2 separate regions of the Capsicum annuum genome follow, and region 1 is linked to region 2. Evidence: chromatin contacts called from public Hi-C data. All regions are on one chromosome and are shown on one strand. The core of a region is the stretch at or near the end of the contact, and the rest is flanking DNA. Distances in the headings are between cores, read along the strand shown.

Evidence for each region. A called contact is a pair of places that touch in the nucleus more often than the background predicts.
Region 1: a Hi-C map of bud shows a contact between it and region 2, with 3 times the contacts expected there. The contact joins the promoter of LOC107871160 here to the promoter of LOC107871158 in region 2. A contact is called at or near these places in 3 of 5 Hi-C or Micro-C datasets (bud, leaf and placenta).

Annotation. Positions count from the first base shown.
Region 1 is chr5:209,411,268-209,416,115 of UCD10Xv1.1, forward strand. It overlaps LOC107871160 (ras-related protein RABA2b), which reads left to right and starts at 1,648. Exons shown (of 3, transcript XM_016717980.2): 1 at 1,648-1,808; 2 at 1,921-2,119; 3 at 3,067-3,730. The coding sequence starts at 1,955. The coding sequence ends at 3,546. It overlaps LOC107871159 (protein DA1-related 2), which reads right to left. Exons shown (of 12, transcript XM_016717979.2): 11 at 4,656-4,714; 12 at 3,893-4,490. The coding sequence ends at 4,168.
Region 2 is chr5:209,145,182-209,149,583 of UCD10Xv1.1, forward strand. It overlaps LOC107871158 (DNA replication complex GINS protein SLD5), which reads right to left and starts at 2,782. Exons shown (of 7, transcript XM_016717975.2): 1 at 2,535-2,782; 2 at 485-733. The coding sequence starts at 664.

The DNA.
Region 1 (4,848 bases), core at 398-2,897, 260 kb after region 2:
TACTTAGTAATAATATACTACAAAAGAAATCTCAAAAAAAAAAACTTAAAATCGTTGGTTGTGAAATTTTGATCACTTGCCATAACATGAAGACTACAAAGTGATTCATTTGACTCTATATAATATATTATCACTAAAAGTTCAAAAAAATTATTAGAAATCAAAAATTAAAAACACCAATAAAAAGAGGAAAAATAAAAGATAATATATTCACATTTTAATTAATTAAATAATGCAAAAAGGATGAGAAAAAATTAAGACAAAAGAGATTATATTAAGAGAGTGAAAGGAGATCTTGCCATACTTAATCAATTAATTAGACGATCTACTATTCAAAGATCAAGAAATAAAATAGAAAAGTAGAATTAGCTGAAGACATCTTTTTTTGTACTTGACTTTTTTGTATATGGTTTAATTATAAAGAATACTAATAAAACTAAATGATAAAAATACAACTATCTAATATTAGTTTCTTTTCATGTGAAATCAAATGTGTAGATGTAGAACTTTTTTCAACAAAAGAAAAATAACTTGTAAACTCATACACTTTTTGATCAATTAAATCTTTTTGAGAAAGATAATGATATATTTATTATCATTTTATCATGATCTCAAGAACTATCAAGTAAAAGAAAACTGAACGATATCTCCATAATTCAAATACAATTGCACGCACCAATCAATTAACCTGTAAAAGAAGTACAATACTAAAATCAGCGAGACAAAAAAAAAAGAAAAAAAGATCATAATTTAATACACTATAAATAATTGATATCTTATCTTTACTACATAAGCCAAAAATAAAGGAAAAAAATTCAAACACAATTCAATAACACAATATTTCAACTACAATCAACAAAATCAAACTGATAAGAAAAAGTTATAAATAAATAATAGCATCTAATAGCAAGAAAATTAATAAGATATTAAAATTGGTGGTAGCAAAATAAAGTACTTGTGTCATCCAAAAAATGACAAACAACAATCTTTAGTTAGGAGAGATTGTATATTCATCACATTGAGTAAGGATTAATTATGAGAATGAACTCTATGTTATTTGTTATAAATCTTTTTATGGTTAGAAGATAAAAAGGAGTATGTATTGTAACTGAAATTCCTTAAAATGGAGATTAATAGCATTAATGTGGAAAGAAACTAAATGTGACTATCTTTAATATTTTGTAATTTTTTTAAAGTATATTTTTCATCTTTTAAGGAAGAAAAATATCAAAAAAATGACAAAAAAAGATGAATAATATTCTTGATTTAGAGAGCGCCACATCACCGATCTAAAATTTTTTAGGTCTCCGTCCTATTTTATTTGTCTCAAATTGAGATGACACAATAATTAAAAAAAATAATAAATAACATGGCTAGTTTGCCAAAGTATTCCTATTAAATGATGTTTACTTTTTAATTTAAAGAAAAGGCAATTAATGCAAAGAGTAAAACATGGAAAGAAAAGTTTGTCTTATCTTGATAAGTAAAATGGGACATCAATTTAGCCTATTTGGGATGGGTAAAATAGGATGGAGGGAATATTTGCTTACCTTTTGTACAGTATGTTATAATTTAGTTGCGACCAAGCTGATCCGAACATTATTAATACTAAATATATATATATATATATATATATATAACTCCAAACATTTATAATTTGGTCATAGCCATTCAAATTCCTGTTTGTTCGGTTACTTTTGTGACTTCAAAAATTTCAAGACAAATTTGCAAAAACTTTTTAATCATGTTTAATTAACCAAAGCCAAGTGCCCTTTTCCATTTCTCAGATTTTAATTTGACCATTAATGGTAAGTTTTCTTCTTCTTTTTCTTTTTTAACTTTGTTTACTTATATAATAAATGATGATTATTTTGATTTAGATTTAATTTGGATCTTTTATTTTTTTTGGAATTTGTATAGGTCAATATTGATTAACATATAGAGGGAAGTGGAAATGGCATATAAGGTGGATCATGAATATGATTATTTATTCAAAATTGTTTTGATTGGAGATTCAGGTGTTGGAAAATCTAACATACTTTCTAGGTTTACTCGAAATGAATTTTGTTTGGAATCTAAATCCACCATTGGTGTTGAATTTGCTACAAGGACCCTTCAGGTAACTATTTGCATTTTATTTATATTTTTCATTCAATATTCGATATTGATATCTATTAATTTGGGGTACGGCTAATTTGGACTCGCGTTGAAAAATCTCACGTCTAAATATGAAGTGTTTTTTTTTTTACCAAAAGAGAATACATACTCAAGACTTCACATCAAGACATCTGGTTAGATAGTTTCCCTTAAGACTCAATTTACATCGAGGTGTTTGGATGAAAAAATGATTTTTTTTATAAATTTATGGTATAAAACAAGTCAGATATTTTGTGACAATAAACTATATTATTAATGGTAAAAGGAGAAATTTAAATGTAGTTATTTTTAAGCAAAATTATGACATTCTTTTTAAGCCGAATAGAAGAAAAGTACAGACAGATCGCAAAAACAAAAAGTCGTGTCCTCTTTGCAATGATGTGACACAGTAGCAAATATTGTTACATTTCTTTTTCATTTGCCTTGTAATTAGTACCTTCATTTAGATATTGGATTTAAAATTTGAAGTTTATGGATTTCGAATCAATGGTGTTCAACATGTTGTAGCAGAGTAACTTACCATTTGTTTTAAGATCCCAATAAACACTGATTATAAAAGGTTATCTATAATTGCCATTTAAGCCACCTAATTGTGTCAATTGAGAAGTTACACTTTGTTGATATACTTTACCTTGATCAATTTCTACTCTTTTTTGTGTTTGCGTCTTTATATTTTGACTTTCTATAGTGAAAATTCTGACTACGACACTGATTTGTATGTCTGTATATGCATTGGTTGTGTGGTGTAGGTAGAGGGAAAGATAGTGAAGGCACAAATGTGGGGTTATACTTTGTTGATATACTAAATCTTGATCAATTTCTTGGCTTTTTTTTTGTGTTTACGTCAACTTTCTATAGTGAAAATTCTGACTCCGACACTACTGTATATGCATTGGTTGTGTGGTGTAGGTAGAAGGCAAAACAGTGAAGGCACAAATATGGGACACTGCTGGTCAAGAAAGGTATAGAGCAATAACAAGTGCTTATTACAGAGGAGCTGTTGGTGCACTTTTAGTGTATGACATAACAAAAAGGCAAACATTTGAGAATGTGATGCGTTGGCTCCGCGAGCTGAGGGACCATGCAGACTCGAATATTGTCATAATGTTGGCTGGAAACAAGTCAGATTTGAACCATCTCAGATCAGTCCCCGATCAGGATGCTCGGGGACTGGCTGAGAAAGAAGGGCTCTCATTCCTCGAGACATCTGCTCTCGAGGCCTATAACGTTGAGAAGGCATTCCAGACAGTGTTATTGGACATTCATCAAATCACAAGCAGGAAAGCTTTGGCTGCTCAGGAAGCAGCAGCTATTCCTGGACAAGGCACTTCTATTGATGTTGGAGAGTATTCTGGTAACAATAACAAGAGACCATGTTGTTCTAATTAAGTAAAAGAGGAGGGGGTATCAGTTTTTTTGTTGTATGAGTTTACTGGAAAATGACCCTATATAGATATTGTAGATTACTTATAAAATGTTGTAATCTATTAGTACAAGTGAGGATGAGGGTTGAACATGTACTTATACTTTTCTTGGCTTTTCAATACTTTGATGAAAGAAATATGATTTTGCATAGTGTGGAATTACTTACATGTAGTTTTTCGTCGAGGTTGAGTTGGTGTTTAGTGTACTGCTTGTGTAGTCTATGCTTTGCAAGTGTACATAAGACATAAAGATCGAAAGAATGCATACTGGGGCAAGGAGAAGGAAGGACGCTTTCAGAGGCGAAAGGGGATCATTCAAATATCTGATCTTTATTGCATTTAAAATGATAAGTCTCTAATACAAGACACAATTTCTATATTTCAATTTAATGGCAAAATATGGACTTATTTGTAGGATTCAAGTCGTATTCCATCAGTATCCCCAGTAGGACCCCGGAAAAAATAGGGGTAGCTAAACCAGCTCTGCGTGATCAACTCATTTCTTCATCAATGACCTCTAACTTGGGCACACAGGAGAGAAAATAGTCTTCGAGCATACGAGGTCAAAGAGGTCGCGATGAACGTATCACAAAGGAAAACTTCCTGTCAAGCGAATGTGATCCAATGTACTTCGTAAACCATACTTATTCACGGCTGCATAAGCAGCTCTAAATCCTCCACCATATGCTGGAGAAGCATCATGGGCAATCTGGTGCATGAAAAACTCACCCAGCTTACTCTCCACTCGAGATTTTCCGCCTTTCTTGGACGATGACCATGTAGACGAGGACGAAGCAGTTGATGTGGATGGCATATTTCTAGATCCAGGCATTACCTCTGATTCAAGCCACATATGGGAAAGCACTTGGCAGATTCCTTCCTCTACCTCAGGGCTGAGATTACGGTATCCTGCAAATCGCAAAAGTATGATCTTAAGAGAAAGTAGTAGTATCAACTATCAAGAACGACAAAGTTCTGATGAAACATCCAGCTATCTTTCTTCTCTTGAAGATTGTTCATGTTCTTAAAGTTCGCTCCAGACTGACAAAGTCGAAAGAAAGTATCGAATTTTACCTTTTAGACGTAACCAAGCATGCATCAGTTCATGAGCTAGAATGGCACCAGTAAGTAATCTGCAAAAGAAAGATTTGGTAAGCCTATTTGTCATAATCTTCTCGGAAACATTTTGATTGTTAATTGATAGCATACAAAATTATTGTCACCAGAAAAGTCCAGGAATAGGTCCTCCGTTTCAGTTTGTTTGTCT
Region 2 (4,402 bases), core at 1,532-4,031:
GACCCAATTGAAATCATGCTCCCATGGGAATATTAATAGCAAACACTTCACCTAATAGCAGACAAAGTGCAAACAGATGCTCTAGAGTTAAATTGTCTTAGGCACTAATTGAATAGTTGTCAGTAAAATTTATTCTCACAGAAATAAGTTTGTCTATCAAAAAGTTCAATCTCATCCTTTTAAGAAGAACTAGAGACTTCAGTTGAATCCTGCTAGATTTTCGAACAAAACAAAAACTTCAATTTTAGATAGCATAGTCCCTTTATAAAAACCCTTGTGAAATCAAGACAACTAATAATTCCCAACTTGACGGAGCCATATGGCCACAACATAAGGACAAACAAAATCCAAGTTCTAACATAAAATAAATACAAAGACAAAGAAATTCAAATAAAAGATAAGGTGAAAGCTAAAGCTCAAAATATAAGCAGATAACAATCCCAGGTACAAATTTAAGGGGCCAAATCATATGAAATGTGCATACCATCAATTGAATTTGTTCTCTGGATCGTTGAACCAAAGCAGCCTCAAACTGAAGAATTTCTGGAGCAGCCTTTTCATTCCGCCACGCCTGTTTCAAGAGTTCCGCATCGGTCGTTGAAAGTAAAGATTCATAATCATCGTCCACCCCAGCTGAATGCCCGGATGCATCACCCGAATCCATTGTCAACCCAATAGTCTCCTTTTCTTCTCCCTCACCAAAAATCTACGCTTCTTATGGATTAGAACAAACCTTAAGAACACAAACTCGACTTAAAATCAGAAAACAGCATAAAATTCAGAAGATAGCAATTGGGCAATCAATGCTTTTTCATTCTCTCCATCACATTGAGGTTCAACACCAAAAATTGAAAAAGTTTTGGCTAGAAATATCAATACGAGATGGGCATCTTCACAGAAGAATGTCATGATAATACAAACAGACGCGAAAAGAGAACCTTTGTACAGAGTACACTATAACTATAACTGAAACAAGTCAAACATATGATTAAAGCAAGAATTAACTCTAATTTAGGTAGAAAGTTTGCCATTTCAGAAACATAGTGGAAACAGGAAGCTATCTACACTTGACCATTTCCAAGTAACTAATTCATATTTCAAGTGACTACACTTACACATTTTCAAGTAACTAATTCACATTTCAAAACACTATACTTAATCACTTTGGCACTTTCAAGTAACTAATTCACATTTTCAAGCCATTAGTTCTTGTTCTCAAGTGACTACGCTTAACCATTTTCAAAACACAAGTTCATATTTTCAAGTAACTAATTCACAATTCAAAACGCTATACTTAAACTTTCAAGTAGCTAATTCACATTTCAAGTAACCACAGTTAACCATTTTCAAGTCACATTTAAAATAACTACACTCAACCATTTTCACATCACAAATTCACATTCCAAGTCACTACACATAACAATTTTCAAATAATTAATTAACATTTCAAGTAACTATACTTAACCATTTTCAAGTCATTAGTTCACTATTTCAAGTGATTACACTTAACCATTTTCAAGTCACTTTTTCTTCAGCCTTGCAAATTCACAACCAACACCACAGTTAAAAATAAAATTATTGAACTTTAATTTCTTCTACAAGACAAACAATCCAACAAATTAAATCAAGCAAATAAGTAGAGGCTTCACATGTACCTATCCCACTATATAATCATCACAACCAACATCACAATTCAAAATTGAATTATTAAACTTTTGTATATACTATAAGTCAAACAATTCTAACAAATTTAATAAAATAAATAAGTAGAGGCATTGCATGTCCCTCTCGCACCATATAATCATCACAACCAACATCACATTTCAAAATAAAATTATTAAACTTTAATTTACAATATACGCCAAACAATTCATCAAATTTAATAAAGCAAATAAGTAGAGGAATCGCATGTACCTCTCATACCATATAATCATCTCAAAATCTATGATTTCAAAGCCTTCTACAACAAATAATCCAAACTTAACACTACATATAAAGACTTCACTACAAGAACATCTATGATTTCAAAGCCTTCTACAACAAATAATCCAAACTTAACACTACATATAAAGACTTCACTACAAGAACAGAGAAAGAGCCAAACGATCGCCGGAGAATAGCAAAGCAACCCTTTTTTTCCTAATTCGAATTCTGTCAAAAAGCAACATCAAATCACACTAAATGTAACCATGATTCAAACTTTTTTTGAGTTCTTGAACAGACCCAAATGGTAAAATCACACTTAAAATTACCAAGATTGAAACTTTTTGAGTTCTTGAACACATCCATAAGGGGAAATCACCTAAAAGTTGTCAAGATTGAAAATTTTTGAGTTGTTGAAACAGACCCAGATGGGAAAAACACACTAAAAGTTCCCAAGTTTCAAGCTTAAACTTTAGCTCCATTTCAACTCAAACAAACACAATGTGAGCAATTCAACAAGGATAGAACTAAAGGAAACAAACACAATGTGAGCAATTCAACAAGGATAGAACTAAAGGTAGTTTAACTCAAAAACACTATTGTGGACTAACCGCGAGATTTGTGTACTTTCGGTAGCCGCGGCTGGTGTTGCTACTGTCGGCGGCGGCGCGCTGATGCTGCTGCTGTCGGGCGGAGGCGCGCTGCTGCTGTCGGCGACGGCGACAGTTTAAATCGTAGAATACGCTTTGACAGTATAGTGAGAGGGAGAGTTTGCTACGGTTAAGAAAAGCGTGCACGAAAGATAATTTGGGGATAAGTTTTTAGTAACCTTTTATCCTTTGTTTGATTATAAAAGTGTGGAATAATTTATTTAATAGTTAGTGTGGAAATAAGTTAATCTTATCTTAGAGTGGTATAGTAATATTAAAATAATTTATATCGAGATAAAATATGTAAAATATTAAAAATATCCTCCTTATATATTATTTTTTTATATTCATATATATTTTCATAATTTTTAATATCATTTTCTTTACTACACGTTATTTTTTTGATAATATATTTTTCAATTATAAAATTACATAATAAATATAATTTTTATTTATGAATATATTATACATTGAATTTTTTTGTCTAATGCTTATGTTTATTTATAATTTAATTCCTCTTATAAAAATATTGACTCTACTACTTAATTACATATTTTTTAATTACACAATCTTTTGTCACTTAAAAATTTAAATTTTATATATTAATAAAACAAATAACTTTAATATTTTACAATATAAGAGTGATATGTGCTTAAATGAAGTGAAAAAAACAATAAAATCTCTTTTACTAAAATAAATTTAAGATGAAAGTTTTATTTTAAAAAATGCACGATTCAATTATGAGAATACACACAAAAATATTTAAGATAAATAAGGTGAAAATTTTATTTTTAAGAATGAATAAATAAAGTTGCAAGAAAAATACAAGATAAAAATAAAATAAGGTGAAAGATATTTTTGTAAACAAACAACTTATTCTTAGAAATTATACCATACATACTATTTTGAATATGACAAACCAAACACTCAATAACAAATAATCCCAGCATAATTAATCCCAGCATAATTTATCTCAACATAACTTATCTCATCATAACTAATCCCAGTATAACATGCCTTCAAACCAAACTACCCCAAGTGGTACTGCTATATCACTATTTAATTATTAAAATATTTTAAAAATTTTAATATATTATATTATACTTATAATGTAATATAAATTGGATAATTAGTGATTCAATGTATAATGTAAAAGAAATATTTATAATGTAAAAATTATTTATAATGTAATGTATAATAAATGATATAATTTAATACAATGTATATAAATTGAATAATTACTTAATTCATTGTAATATTAACACGAGCAAAAATTATAATAATATCAATGCATTTCAGATACTATAAATTTTTTTTTGGTTAATTAGCTTTTTCATAATGATGTCATCCAAACCACGAGGACACGAATCTAGATGCGGAAAAGTAAAGATAGAAGGATAGGATAACGATGATAGAAAGATAGACACAAAATTGATAATAAAAAGGCAATCAAAGGGTATTTAGAACCCTAAAACCTCTCTTAATGGATTACCAATTAGCACCTAACTCTTATGTGACCGCAAAGGGGATTAGATCTCCCTTACAACCAACGTTTCTAGTCAAGGTTCAACATCAACTTTTTTAAGCACTCAGTTCACTCCCATGGAGTTTTCATGAATACATTATGTAAAATTAATCATCAAAAACTAACTAAGAAAGAAACCCTAAGCTATCTATTTATAGTCCAAGACTAAAATATTATAATAAGGCCCCTAATGGCTCATGACCCAATAAACAAAATAGAGGCATCTGGGAGCTACTGCTTAAGGGTGACGGCTGAAGTGACTGACCATCACCCACTTGACTGGTTGTTGCTCTGGTTGTCAGCT